2 separate regions of the Mus musculus genome follow, and region 1 is linked to region 2. The links are chromatin contacts, called in public promoter capture Hi-C maps. All regions are on one chromosome and are shown on one strand. The core of a region is the stretch at or near the end of the contact, and the rest is flanking DNA. Distances in the headings are between cores, read along the strand shown. Region 1 holds the start of Zfp36l2 (zinc finger protein 36, C3H type-like 2). Region 2 holds the start of Tgif1 (TGFB-induced factor homeobox 1).

What was found. Promoter capture Hi-C pulls out the DNA fragments that hold promoters and counts their contacts.
Region 1: a promoter capture Hi-C map of pre-B cells shows a contact between it and region 2, with 7 times the contacts expected there. The contact joins the promoter of Zfp36l2 here to the promoter of Tgif1 in region 2. A contact is called at or near these places in 2 of 39 promoter capture datasets (cranial neural crest and pre-B cells).

What each region holds. Positions count from the first base shown.
Region 1 is chr17:84,182,218-84,189,219 of GRCm38.p6, forward strand. It overlaps Zfp36l2 (zinc finger protein 36, C3H type-like 2), which reads right to left and starts at 5,730. Exons shown (of 2, transcript NM_001001806.2): 1 at 5,427-5,730; 2 at 1,707-4,939. The coding sequence starts at 5,477. The coding sequence ends at 3,536. Gm41640 (predicted gene, 41640) reads right to left here and starts at 714. Exons shown (of 6, transcript NR_166901.1): 1 at 1-714. It also overlaps a transcript of Gm36279 not described here. RefSeq lists an enhancer at 231-1,583.
Region 2 is chr17:70,848,087-70,855,436 of GRCm38.p6, forward strand. Tgif1 (TGFB-induced factor homeobox 1) reads right to left here and starts at 3,124. Exons shown (of 3, transcript NM_009372.3): 1 at 2,786-3,124. The coding sequence starts at 2,801. It overlaps Gm36856 (a long non-coding RNA gene), which reads left to right and starts at 5,454. Exons shown (of 2, transcript XR_876932.3): 1 at 5,454-5,719; 2 at 6,139-6,612.

The sequences.
Region 1 (7,002 bases), core at 4,480-6,979, about 13 Mb after region 2:
CACTTGTATGTGGCACCCTTCCGGAATGATTTCTACGGTGGTGTATACCCACCCCAGTCTCCCAGCAGGCAGTGTGGGGGCTTCTTGGATTCACTCCGGTCTGGACCCACAACGGCTCAGGATGAGTCCCATCTAGATTAAGCCTCCGGCCTCCCTGCTTTTAGCTCCACTCTGTAGCCTGTGGTGGCTAGTCCTCCAAGTTTTACTTCTAGGTCCCAGATTTACAAAGACACTGTCCTAAGGGTATTCAAGTAAACACGGTTGATTCTGGGCACTGCCGAGGCACAGTGATCCAACGTCCCCACTGATGTGTGGGTGAGAAAACCTGTGAATGAATGACCACCTACCTTTCCAAGCTCCCCACAATGCGAGCCAAAACACAGAACTCCAGAGCCCCAGCTCTGGGCTTTCAGAGCAGTTTTAAAAAATGAATGTGGCTTACCCCAAAGAGAAGTCCAACATTCCAGCTGATCAAAAGTACTTGTTTAGAAAAATAATTTGAGAATGAAGTGGAAACAAGGTCTTTGAAATGAAAGCCGGGCCTAAATAGCTCCACTGTGGGGCCATTTCCTCCGCGGGCTGCATTCTTTATGGCCTGGAGGCCACGGAGCTGCAGGGGCTTCACCCAGCCCCAGGCCTTCTTGGCCTCCGGCTCCCTCCAACCCCCCAAGGCCAAACATCTGGGACAACTTCGAAAGCAAGCACCCCACCCCCACCCCCGCAAAAAAAAAAAAAAAAAAAAAAAAAAAAAAAAGTCTGCTCCAGTGAGCACCAGCTCCATCTTCCTTAACTGGAAACAGCTGCCCAGCTTGGAGCATCCCTCAGACAGGGCCCCCAGTCCACCCCCCAGCTGTGAGTCACAGGAGACCCTGGCCAAGGCAGGGGCAACCAACCAGAGCCGGGCAAGGATTGGTTGATAGAACCCAAACTCTTGCCTACTTTGGAAAAGGTGTCTGAACTGTGTATGGGGGTGGGGTAGGAAAACCTAACTCTTCTGAGTTTAAAAGATTGTTTTAAAACGAGCAGGGTAAAAACAACAAAAAAACCCCAAAAGCACAAACGATTTTACTTCCTAAGCTTTGGAGGCAGGCAAACTGAGGGCGGCTTGCCTGCCTTCGGTAGAAGCCCGGATGAAGTTGCTTTCTGGCCTCTTCCTTTTGCATAAATAGCCTGAATGTGCTTATTCCCAGAGGAAGTTGTCTGTGTAAACAAACATCACCCAGATAGAAGTTTAACCGGCTTCATCTTCCTCCCTCCCTCTCTGAAGGACATGCCCCCAGCCTCCCAAAGTCCAAGCAAAACCCGAGCCCAGCTACCAACGCCTGGCCCAGACCTCCCTGTCCAGGCTACAAGCCCAGGTCAGGCATACTGGGGAAAAATCGGACCTTCAGCAGCCAGAGCATCCACGTGATCACTGGGTGACTCACAGGCCGGCCACACCCCTCGCGGTCTCCCGCCAGGCCCTGCCATCAACCAGTCAGCCAACACAGGGATGCATCTTATTACCAAAGGGAACAGCTAACAAATGCCCTTGACAGCCAAATAATTACTTTCAGTTGAAAACAAACACAGGTACAAGTGGATGCAGGCTCTATCCAGAACTGCCAGCTCCCCACCTCCTGAACACACCCCTTCCCAGACTTGCCCCGGCCAGGAGACCTAGTTTAAAAACAAACAACCCCCCCCCCCAACCATTACTCAAAGAGTTTTTTTCCAAAAAATTTTATTGGGGGAAACTACAAAACATTTACAGTACAATGTTTACAGTCACAATTTGTAGTGAACTGATTCCCCAAAATATATTACAACTCAAGTTGACTTAATCTTGTTACATTCAAAAACCTACTTCTGTCAAAGTAGTCCAGAGTGCACACGCGGTGCTCCAACTGTACCTACATACAAACTAAACAACTGCTCATTTATCTGCCATCCAGGAAAGCCGGAGACATTCCTGCCTCTTTACATTGAAAAATAATAGTACAAGTTTTTGGACTGTCATTGAACAAGGCATATTCATGTACCACCAACATTTCAGCGCTAAGATGTGGCCTCTTCACTTCATAGCTATAGTAAAAAAAAAGTGGTAAAAAATCTTTTCTTTTTGTGCAGGTGAACCCGTCCGACATTCAAATTCTCAAGCACGAATGAAATACTTATCTGGTTGAGAAAGATTTAAGGCAAGTTCGGGCCCTATGAAGGCACTGAGACCATTTCCCCCATTATTGCTACATGTCTCTATAATCAATGTCACAGTAGAGCTGGTGGTTTATAAAGCTGGATGTAGAGAAGCAAGCCACACGTGAGCCTGACTGCAGTCTCACCTTTCTCTCTTTAAAGTTGGATGGGCTACAACCATTATACATTCTAAGAAAACCTCAAAATGTTCCTCAAACCACTTCCACAGCATCAAGATTGCATGGTTTCTTCATGCGATCTTTCGAAATTTACGTAAACAAGGAAAGAAATTAATGAAATAAATATTACATACAATCTCTTAAATTAAGATTTTTCTTACTCATTTACAATAAAATAACCAAGTGAAGTTACAAAAGGCATATATTACTGTGAAAAGAACACACTCCACATTTTGCCGATTAATAATGGCAATTATAATTTAACATAATAAAAGAATATATATCTATTGCTTTCATCATACTCGATAAATACAGTATGGACAACATCCTCAATGTATACTTTTCACAAGATAATAAATAAGTTAAATAGTTTTTCATATTGAGTTGTGGTGCAGTGGTGCGGATCAACTCAGAACAACTAAAAATGAAGCACTTATTTCCCAACAACTATGAACTGAGCTCTGCCCATAGCTTCCAGAGAGCAGAGGAAATGGTTCTAAGCTAAACACCCACACTACGTGGTGGCAATGAGCCCGTTATCAAACTTTGGAATGCAAGGGCTTCCCCACCCCCAGACATACAGAACTTTGTCTAAAAAACAAAAACAAGGTAAACAACCACCACAAAGGAGGCTGAGAGCGAGCGACTCGAATCAAGGCATGTTCCTGGCATTATTTTGAGTTCTAGAAGCTTATAGTTTAGGGAGGTGGCAGCCGGCTGGCTCACACTGGTCTTGGAACCCCTTCCAAGAGTTCTCACATCTGGACTGTTTCTAAGGCTTTCGAGTGAAAGAAGAGATGGAATGGTGGTTGGTAGCTGCTGGTGCTGGGCTGATTTTTTTCTTCTAAAACTAGAGTTTCAAACTCATCTGAGACCTAAGTGTTTGGTATCTTTTGTTCTTTCCGCATCACAACCGCCCTGTTGTGAATATTTTGTTCATCCATACGAAAAAGTTCGTTGGCTTTTATCAACAAGAACGAATCTTTACAATAATAATAATAATAAAAATAATAATAAAAAACAAAAAAAACGAGAGAACCGAAAGGGTAGGGGCGGGGCCCCTTCCGGCAGAGTTCGAGTCCAAGTGCTCGGAGGGGCCTCCAAGTCTGCCGCAGTGTCGCCCTCCCCAACCGGTGGCCCCCGCTGTGCCTTTCCCAACCCCTCGCGGGCGCCCCCTTGCCTCAGTCGTCGGAGATGGAGAGGCGGCTGAAGATGGGTAGGCGACGGCCAGGGTCCAGGCTGGGGGACTCGGAGCCGCTGAGGCTGCCGGAGCTCAGCGAGCCGCTCAGGTAGCTGTCGCGGTCCGAGAGCGAGTCCGGGGGGCTGGGGGGCGCGTCGAACACGGGCGACTCGGACAGACGGCGCGGCAGCTGGAAGCCGAAGGGCGGGGAGGGCGGCGCGGGGGCCGCGGGGGGCTGTGCCGGGGGTGGCGCGGGACCGGTCAGGCCCTGCTGCTGGTTGCGGTAGTAGGCGGCGGCGGCCGCGGCGGCGAAGTTGTGGGTCTGGATGGCGAGCGGCGTGATGAGGCTGCTCAGCTCCGGGCCGAAAGCGAAGGCGTTGTTAGCGCCGGAGGACGAGCAGGAGGCGCACGGCGCTCCGGGGCTCAGCAGGTCCTCCGCGCCCCCGGGGCCGTAGAGCAGCGCGGCCGCCGCCGCCGTGGCGCAGCACGTCGGGGCGCCCGAGGGCGTGGAGGCCGCCGAGGCGGAAGAGCAGGAAGAAGCCGAGGAGGAACAGGACGAGGCCGAGGAGGAGGGCGGCGGCGGCGTGCGCGATGTGGGGCTGTCGAGCAGCAGCGGCGACTCCAGGCCCCCCGGCGGCTGGTGGTGGCCCGACGGGAAGCCGGAGAAACTGAGGCTGTGATGCAGCTTGGGCCGCGGCTCGCGGGCGAAGCCTAGGTGTAGCGCGTCGCGTGCGCCAAACGCTCGCAGGTCCCCGGAGGCGCCGCCGCCCCCCGACGGCGCGGGCCGCCGCTCGTCCGCGTTGTGGATGAAGTGGCAGCGCGGGCCGTAGGGGCAGAAGCCGATGGTGTGGAAGGTGCGGCACAGCTCTGTCTTGTACTTGGGGTGCCGGGTGAGGCTGCGCAGCTCGTGGAAGCCGTGCGCGAACTGGCACTTCTCGCCGTACTTGCACGTGCCGCTCTCCTCGAAGGGCCGGCACAGCTCCGTCTTGTAGCGCGTGGAGTTGATCTGGGAGCCGCTGCCCCCCTTCTGCTGCTGCTGCAGGTGCAGGAGGTGCTGGCTGCGCTCCCCGTTCTCGCTGAACGAGCGGTCCCGAAATTTGCTCTCCTTGGTGACCAGCGCCGTGCCGCTGCCCCCCGAAGGCTCCTTGAGCTGGCCGTAGGAGGCCAGACCGCCTCCGCCTGCGGGGCCACAGCTGCTGCCGCCGCCGTTAGGGGCGCCCGGGAACTTCGGCGAGCAGCTGCCCGGACTGGGCACAGGGTGGGCAAGCGCGTGGAGGTTGCTGGCGGAGTGGCGTCGCAGGAAGCCCGGAGTGAAGCTCGAGCTGGGGGCAGCAGCCACGGGCGTCCCTACCGCCTTCTTGTCCAGCATGTTGTTCAGATTGAGGTTTGCCAGGGATTTCTCCGTCTGCCAAAGGGAGGGGAGCGGGAGCGGGATGAAAATCGGATGGGGAAGAGAGTCGGGGCTAACTGCAGAGTGAACGCCCTAGTCCCAACTGCCCACTTGTTGGGGTTTCTGGTGGGATCCGATTCAGCCTCCACCGCTACACTCGCAAAACGCAGGCCGGAGAGAGTGGAGGACGCCCACCCCGGCCGCTCCGGGTCTAGCCATGTGATCCTGGGCCCGTGGCCACGGGGTGGGCGGCGCAAACGCTGTCCGGGAAGTCCCGGCAGCGTGGCCGCGGTCGGTTCGGGAGGAGCACGGCTGCTCCAGCCGCTACTCGCTCTCTCCACGCCCACAGTCGCAAGCACACAGTCCTGCTAACTCCAGGACTTCCCTCCACCCGCAAAGTCAACTTGGAAGGGTCCCTCCCGCCTCGGCCCGGCCCGGCGGCAAGTCTCGGAACTCCAAAGGGTTCCAGGCCGTCCGCCATCCTTTCCGGCTGCCTGCTTACCTTGCACAAGAAGTCGATATCGTAGAAGGGTGACAGAAGTGTGGTCGACATTTTTCTGGGTCCTGTAATGGTCGAAATTGCAAGCGTGGAGGTTGGGAGGTGCCCTCGGTACGGCGAGACTCGAACCAAGATGAATAACGGGCGAGGGCCAAGGAGGGACGGAAAGTTGTGCTTGTGCGGCCGAGGAAGCGGCGGCGGGAGGCCGTGGCGCGGAGTGGGGGGCAGAGGAGAAGCGAGAGCGCAGCTCGGCGCCCCGGCCCGCCCCCCGCCCGAGCCGTCGGCAGCTCGCGGACTGGTGGAACTCGGAGACCTGAGAGCGTGCGCCCTTTATACAGCCCCGGAGCGGCGCGGCGGCGGGGCAAAGCGCACCGGGGGAGGGGACTGAACGCTGACCGGCCGGGGTCTCCAGGCAACGCCGCCCGCCAGCCCGCGGACGTCAGGCTCCTTCTCGGCTTCTCATTGGTCGCCGCCAATTTTTCCCCTTCGGGGGAGGGGAGGAGAGGGGAGGGGAGGGGCGGGCAGCCTGGGCGTCCCGAGCGGCGTGGGGCGTGCGGCCCCCTTGGGTCCTGCTGGGTGGCGGCGGCGGGAATACCTCGCTCTCCTCCGCCTCTACGAGTATAACGTTGGAAAGCACGTACACGTTCTATCTGCCCAGGACGGGGCTACCCGGGACGTGCCTTTCCTCGCCCGATCCGGCTGGGCCGACTGGCGCAGCTTTTATCTCCCATCCTAGTTTTTGCTCCGCGCGCGGGAACAGCAAAACAGCAATGGTGCGCTTGGCCAAGTTGCTTGGGACTAGGAACGGGGGTCGCGGCCTGTCCCGTAGGTGGCAGCTCCGGCCCGGCTGCACGTGGAGACGCAGTAGGGGTGGGGGCGGGAGCGGCCAGCCTGGAGGAGCATTGGCGCGTTTCTCCGCCCCTCTCCCCGCCCAGGCTCAGTAAACAGGACTTGAGCGCTGCGGCCTGTGGGGCAGAGCCGAGTGTCTGAGGACAAGGCGCTGGCTTTGCTAATCACATCACAAGACCTTGAGCCTGGGCCAAAGGCGCCGAGTGGCGCGGGGTGTCCGGGGCGGGAAAGCCTATTCCAGGGGACTAGAGGGAAGTCGGAGGAGCAGTGTGGACATAGAGGAAGTCACTTCCTTCACCTTTGTGCCTGCTGGTTGGCCTGGCCTCCTCTCGGGGATGTGGGTGCAGCTCCTAGCCAAGGCTTCCCGCCTGTACAGCCTTGGCCTGTCGAATCCTGCAACCTTCCTCCTTCTGCTGTGGGAGGCGCGGCATTGAATCTAAGCTTTGTGTGAGCTGCCGGAGGCGAGGCGGTGATTGCTGAACCACCACCCAGGTTGGGGGAAAGAGGTCCTCATTCGGTTGCCTTTAGTGCAACTCCTACCAGCTTTCCATGGAAAAAGCAGTCCCAGAAGGCCCCTGGCTCTTTTTGAGAGGGGTCTCACACACACACACCTCCACACACCTAGCGACCCCCACCCCCACCCCGTGAGGCCCATCTGGTCAGGTCCAGAACCCTTTATCCCTACACTTCATACTGGCTGCCAAAAGCTGGAGTTGGGCCCATGAATTCA
Region 2 (7,350 bases), core at 1,874-4,373:
GCCTTGGGCACACCAGCTGATCCGTTTAGTGCTGCGAGATCACGTTTGCTACTGTCAAGGCTATTTTCATTAAAACTCCCTCCCGATTATGGCTCGACTTGGAAAAACAAAGACTTTTTTCCTCGTTACTCATTTCCTACTGTAACAGAGCTTTTGAAAAGTTTCCCAGTTAGGACTTGTTTCCAATCATCTCGCTTTGCTTACACTTTGAAAAAAAAAAATGCGGTTGGGGAGGGAGAGGTGGGTGTGGGACAGATTCGGAATCCTCTTACTCCATCCACATACAAGGAAATGTTGTTCCGAAAGCCACAAGATGGCCCGTGGAACCCACGGCTCTAGGAAGCAAATCTTGCTTCTTCACTTTCTTTTTCTGAAGTCATGAAACATGGAAGTTGGGAGGGTGGGGGGTGGGGAAGCACTTGGATATCTTGGAGACTAGAAAAAGAATATGGGGGAAAAAGATCAAGGGAAAACCAAACCTAATTAGTCTCTTCCCTATGGACAAGTAACTCGGATGGAACTTTACATCCAAGGCACTAAATCCACAGCTGGCTGGAAGTGACCCAGCCAGTTCAGCCCTAAACAGATTCAACAGGCTTGGAGACCCCGAGAGGACACTTGGTGATTTTCCTAGTTGAGCGAGCCCTCTTCCAGCCTGCTTTGAAGCCATTTTTGGAGCTCTTTCTTTTCGGGCGGTCTCGGCTTTCTACAGAGGGCACTCTATTACCATATACCAGTCTTTGTTGAAAGATGCTCACTTTCCTAAAACAGACAATAGGCGGGACAGGTTTAAGCAGTCCAGGCCCAAGGACAGGCAGGGAAGCTCACCCTCCCCTCCCAGGTAATTTCAGACAGTGGGAGGCAGGGCTGTGGAGGCTTGCAGCCGAGGGAGGGGCAAGAGGAGAGAGCAAGCAGCTTTTGTTCTTCAGCCCCAACTGAAGCCCGCCTGCTAACTGTACAAGTTAGCAACGGAGCTGGCCCCTGGTCCCTAAGGAAGTAAAGAAATGGGGCGGTGCGGTTCATATCCTCAAGGGTCTGCCCCCTTCCCAGACCCAGTGCCGAGGAAGCCTAAAAAAGGGAAAAGGAGCCAGGACAACCTTAGCAGTCTCAGCTCTCCCAATGAGAAACTCGAAATCGGTCTCAGCAAAGTTTCCTCTCCAACACGTCACCGTTCATCGTTTCCATGAGTCGGGGGGATTGACTTGGGGAACCCACGCTCTTTGGGCTGGGGACCTCGCATCTGGGGAAGGGGACACCCAAGAGGGTGGAGCCTGAATGGGAAGCTAGTCGTCAGCCTTCCTCCCCACCCACGGAAACCCAGTTTTGCATTCCCGCACCCCGGAGCCACACAAAACCAAACTACCCTCATTGAGGTGCTATTGGAGCGGAATGCCTCCCACGGGGGTCTAGATCTGTCAGCCACGTCAAGGGGTGACAGAGGTCTTGAGAAGATCCCTAAGTTTTCCCCAGAGCTCAGTTAAACTGTCCCCCAACTCAGAGCGCCCACACTCTGACTGTCCCAGGGTGGAAAGGAGCAAGGAGGCCTACTTAACCAAGTACCCGGGGTCTTCATGAGTTCCGTATGTTTCGGGGTCTCTCACAGAATAACATCCACCCAACTCTCTAAGGTAGGAAGCGCGGAGAAACCCCGTGAGGAAGCGTGTTTGGCGGCAGCTGCTATAACCGTGTTCCGTTGGAACTGCAGTCGCGGTCTAGGTCTGAAAGAATGTGGAGTAACAAACTCGAGGAAGCTCCCGGGCATGCGCACCAGCGCCCCCTTCCCCCCGCCCGCTTCTCCAAGCGATTAACTTCTGTTTTGAACCACTCCACATAAATCACAACAAAAAAAGCCAACTCCAGTCCACGACTGGAACACTCGAGGGACCTCCCAGTCAGGGACTCCAAAGTTAGCTTCAAAAGGGACTTCACAGTCTTTGACCTTTTGGGTTTTTTTTTTCCCCCCTTCCTCCCCAGTGTGTTTTGTTTTTAAACCAGACTGACGGCAAGTTTTAGTTGTAAAGCTTTGGTGGAAACAATGACAGCCTCGCTTTTTGCACTTACAACCAAGCCTGCTTGTCACACTTGGACAGTTTTCGACTGCATGGTACTTGTGTTCTAACAGCACACGCGGTCCTAAATTCATCGTGGGAAAACTTTCAGAAACTAGTAAAAATTTTAAAGTCCATCTTTCCAAAGCTATGCTCGCCCTAGGGCGATATGTGTGGGGGTCCCGGATCACATTCCTTTGATAGTGAAAAACACATCTCTTTAAAAAAAAAAAAAAAAAAAACATTGCCAGGATCCGGCGAGGAGTGAGAGAACACCCGGAACTACAAACTTTTAGACAAAAGGTAAGGCGACTGGAATTCGCCAAGGACCCCCCACAGGGAAAAGCGAGGTGCCAGGGTCTCCTAGAACATCAACCGCAAAGCCCTGCCCCAGAAACGGCACTAGAAACCACGCGGCGCCTGGGCCGAGCATGGGGTGTCAGGAAGACAATGAAACTTGGAGGCGTACAAACAAGGCGCTGAGCGTGGTTCTTGACAACGTGCCAACAGCGTGGCGCGGCTCAGCCTCCCCACAACAGCCCCTCGGGTTGTGTCTAGAAGGAAAAGAACACCAACTGCCATCAGAGACACAGCCTCAACAAAGAGAACAGCCACCAATCCAGCCGGGGAGCCACTGGTCCGAAAAGTCCCATCAAGTCAGTGTTCTCCCGATCCGGCGCGGCCCGCACATGTCCCGCACTGGTGCCCCGGGCGCTCACAGCCCGCCGCCACCTTACCCTTCTTGCTTTTCATTCTGGAACTCGAGTCCCAGTGAGAGGTGAAGCTGGGGTTTCTAGGAGCCAGCAGCCGTGGAGTGGCGGGAGGGTAGTCGATGATCCTCCTCCTATACTAGTGCTCCGGTAACTTACAAGAGAGTGTTCCAACCACTATTGCTAAACAAGGTGCTCCGGTCTCAGGCGCTGGCTTCTGGGTTGGAATTCAAGTGACACTTGGGCTTCCTCCAGTCGGGATCTTCTGGCAGCCAGCCGGGGGTTCTCCCTGGCCCAATTCCCTCCCTCCCTACTCAGCTCCTTTGTTTCCCGCTCCACTCGGCGCACCTCGGCGCTGTCAGAGTGAGAGAGCAGAGGGAAGGTACAGGAGGTCCTGCCTCCGCCCCCAACCGCCCGCCCCGTCCCCCGCCCGCCCCGCCGCGCTCCTCTGCCCCTCCCCCGCACCTTCCAGCTCCACAACCCTGGGCCTGGGGGCCGAGATCACCCGTCCCTCTACGCGCTGGCGGAACCCAGAAGCAGGGTCATGCCTGCCTGCCCGTGGCGAGAGCACCATCTCCATCCCTCAGCTCTCAGCGGCCACACTGGTTTCTCTTTTGGGGCCTTTCCTCCCCGGGCTAGCGAAGAGTGCATTTAGTTTGTAAAGGATGGAGAGAGGTTTAAGGACATCTCCTCTGTCCACCCCAGAGAAGAAAAGACACCCCCATCCTTGTTTTTGACAGCTGCCCCAAACTTCACTGTCTCTGCTCCAGCCGCCGGAGGCAGCAGCTTCTGATTCAAGGGGTGGGGCACCGAAGGAAAAGTATTCCAGACAAGAATCAACTTCTTCCAGAAGGCGCAGCTGCCATTGACACGCGGGCGCGGCACAGCGCACCCTCCTCCTCGTGGACTCTTCTGCCAACAGCGACAGTGGGGGTGGGGGGAGGCAGACATAGTCACCGTGGGCAAATGTCTATTCCCCCGGGCTAAAGCTCTGAGTTCCGGATTGGATTGCAAGGCAGTTTCGAAATCTAACACGTTGCGAATAGACACTTGTCATGCTCACATGCTCTTTAAACGTCTGGGCTAGGGGGACGGCCAGAGCGCGCGTGTGCCCCACTGCGACTCCCCCACCCCCACGCGCCTTTTTAAAAAGATGGGGGACTACGCCGGGACTGCTCATCTGTTTCAGTAAACAGTGTCTACTTTGTGTGCTAATATCCCACCAGAGGACACCCTTCAGTATTTCAAACAGAAACTAGCCATTAAATAAACACTCATTCCTATTGGTTTATTTTGCTTGAGAGGGGAGCTCCAAAGAGTTGAACGAAGAATCGAGAATCGTCCCCTCCCCAAATACAAGCCAGATGCTGTTATGGCTGACTTCGAGACGCGCACGCCCGCACTTCTGGGTCTAGTTTTCACCTATGCCCGGTTGTTTAAAAAAAAAAAAAAAAAAAAAAAAAAAAAAAGCAAAGAAAAGCAACTGTCACATGTCACAGAAGACTTTCCCCATAGAGGGGGGGAAAAACCCCAAACGTAAATAAGCTGAGCAGCGACGTCACCGCCGGTGTCTGTCTCCAGTTTCGGCTTTGTGGCTGTTCTGGTTTTGTGACCTCGGTGGAGATCCGGCAGGAGGAGACAGACCCGTAAAAACAAGGTTAAAGCCGAGCCACAGTAAGGCGGCCACAGGATGACCCGCTAGACTTTGGAACCTGTTTATGATTATGTTGGAAATTAAAGCAAGCCTCCGCCGCGCCCCCTCCGAGGAGCGCGTTAAAACCCCGAGTCAAAAAAGAAGCTTGGGTGGTTTTTCCAAAATGAACCAACTGGAGGAAGAGTCACAGTAAGCAGGCAGGAACCTTAAAATGACCCTCCCCCTTCCCTAAATCCTGTGGTTTGCAGAGTGCTCCCTAAGTGAGCACACGCGGGCATCAGCGCAGGAGGCGGTTGCACGACAGTGTCCAGGGAGAACCCAACGGCTGGCAAGCCCCCTCTGCAAACCGCCCTGGCGCAGCGCTTTCCGGGACCCGGCAGGGGATGACTCAGCTGCTGCGCCCCGGTGCGGGACTCATGTGGTGCGGGAGGGGGCCACGGAGGGCCCAGCCGCCGGTTGAGGGCCGCCTCGCTCTGGGTTTTTGGTGTTTGTGGCTGGGATTGGTGGCTCACATCCGCCGGGGACTCGGGAGAGGAGGGAGAACAGACTCGGGGAGGAGGAGCTGGACCGAGTGAGTGGCAGGAGCCGGGTCCGGACCCGGCGGTGACTGCCTTGTCATTTTGTTTGCTAACTTGGACAGCGGCTTCAGGGTCCACCCCACGGAACCCGCCTCGGGTCCGCTAAGCCCAACCCACGGCGGCTCGAGGCCAGAGCGTTCTTTCCCGGCGGTTACCCGCGGCCACGCGGTGGCTCTCATTATGTACACAAAGGTAGCTTTTCTTTTCTCCCAAGTCAGCCTGGCTAATGAATGCGATTCTCCGGCCGCACTGATGGAAACCGGGTTTACAAGGTTTGAAAACAAACTTTACGGGGCGAGCGGGAGCAGAGAGAGAGAGTAGAAGCCTCTTTCAAACTAGGACGGGAGGAAAACGCAGAATTAAAAACTCACCGTGACGCGAAGGCCAGCTGAACTCCGCCAGTGCACACCTTCTGCTCGCATAAATCTTTTCGAGGCAGTTAAGAAGTCGGAGCGCGCTGGCGGAATTCTGAGATCAGCTGAAGCCCTACGGTGCCCCTCCCCCACCCCCTCCCCCACCCTTAAGGCTGGAGCCAAGCTCGGTAGCAGCCTTGCGTTCCTGCAGGACTGGTGCACCCGGGCTTTACAACTCCAGAAAAGGGAAACGGCCCCCCAGCGCGAGTTCATAACATCCGCAATATTTTCTATCCGCTGTCTGCGCGGCGGAAAAACAAGGTTCAGTTCTGGCTGTGTCAGGGCGTCTCCGTGTAACTGATTCAAGCGACTTCGGGTTAGTTGTCGTTGCCACGTGTTACTTTACTGAACTCTTATGCCTCATAATCAAATTATCTAAGTTGTCCTGTTTTCGTGTGTGTGTGTGTGTGTGTGTGTGTGTGTGTGGTGTTTTGTTTTGTTGGTTTTCTTTGCGATGTCTTAAGGTAAGCAGAGCTGTTTAAAAGGTAAACTTACTTTGTGGTCTCGAATGGCACAAACTTGGGAAGGCTGAGAGAAGAGCCCGGTGGCAATAAGTGTAGTTAGTTATTATTATTGGCTCCAGGTCTGTCAAAGGCCTGAGGGGAGGTGTTTGTTTCATCTGGACAATCGATTAGGTATGATTCCTGTCAGGTGCCGGGCCTGGTGGGCCTCACCCAGTCATTGGATCTCTTTCCCTGGAAGGCCAGCTAGTGCAGATATTTATAAAATATGCAGGCTGCTGGGCTTCCAACACTGCACGAGGGACCTGTAATCAGCTTGTCATCTCAGCTCTGAGGAGCTCTGGCTGCTCAAGGTGAGAGCTAACCATTGTCTTCACAAGGGCTGGTCCCGGCCATCTTGTGGTGAGTTTATCAACATTCCCTTGTTCAGTTTTAAGTAGCTGGCACTACTGATCACTTTCTCCACGTCAACACAGCCCCCTACCCTTTGTTTTGTTTTGAAGTGGAAGTCACTTTTCTTTCCCTAGGTGATGTGGGCTGAAGTTCCCTGGAAAAGACACACTGAGGCTGATCTACCCGGTGATTGCCTGATTAGGGCCTCCTGGTTGGGGTGAGTTGGAATGATACAGATCCAGAGGCAGATCATCCTGATCTATCGATCTATCGAAAGTCTCCCTCCTAGCCATTTATTACCTGTCTATCTGGCCTACCCTTTTTTTGACTCTCAATTAAAAATCTTGAGACCTCATCCATGTATTATTTGGTAAATGCGTTCATTTTTAGCTTAGTTTATGATTAACAGTTCATATGCTAACTTCCATGGTGTGGGACATAGACATAACAGTTCATATGATAACTTCCATGGTGGGACATGTCTGGAGTCTACCCAAATCTGGGTTCCCTGGGCCACAATCACTTTCATATTTGGCTCAGGATAAATGATCTCTTACTGTCTTTGGGATGAGAGCTGTGGTTTTTGTTTGACAATGGCCTTATTGAACTCAGTCTTTATCCCCTTTATTTTTTTCTTTCTTTCTTTCTTTCTTTCTTCCTTTCTTTTTTTTTTTTTTTGATTTTTCGAGACAGGGTTTCTCGGTGTAGCCCTGGCTAACCTGGAACTCACTCTGTAGACCAGGCTGGCCTCGAATTCAGAAATCCACCTGCCTCTGCCTCCCGAGTGCTGGGATTAAAGGCGTGCGCCACCACTGCCCAGCTCCCTTTATTTTCAATATCTTGTATCTTCATGTATGTGCCTCAGACTTTCTGAAACATTTAAATGCTCCCATTTAATATCCAAATTAGTCATATACGCTATATTTTTCTTAAAGTCAACATAACTTGAACACATTCAAATGTGCCATAGCTAAACAGCACAAAGCAAGATGTTGGGCACAGACTACCTGGCTCTCAGGGAATCTGTCATAGAAGGTCACACTGATAATGAAGGCAGAGATTGGCCTTAGACATCAGAGACACCAAGATCCAG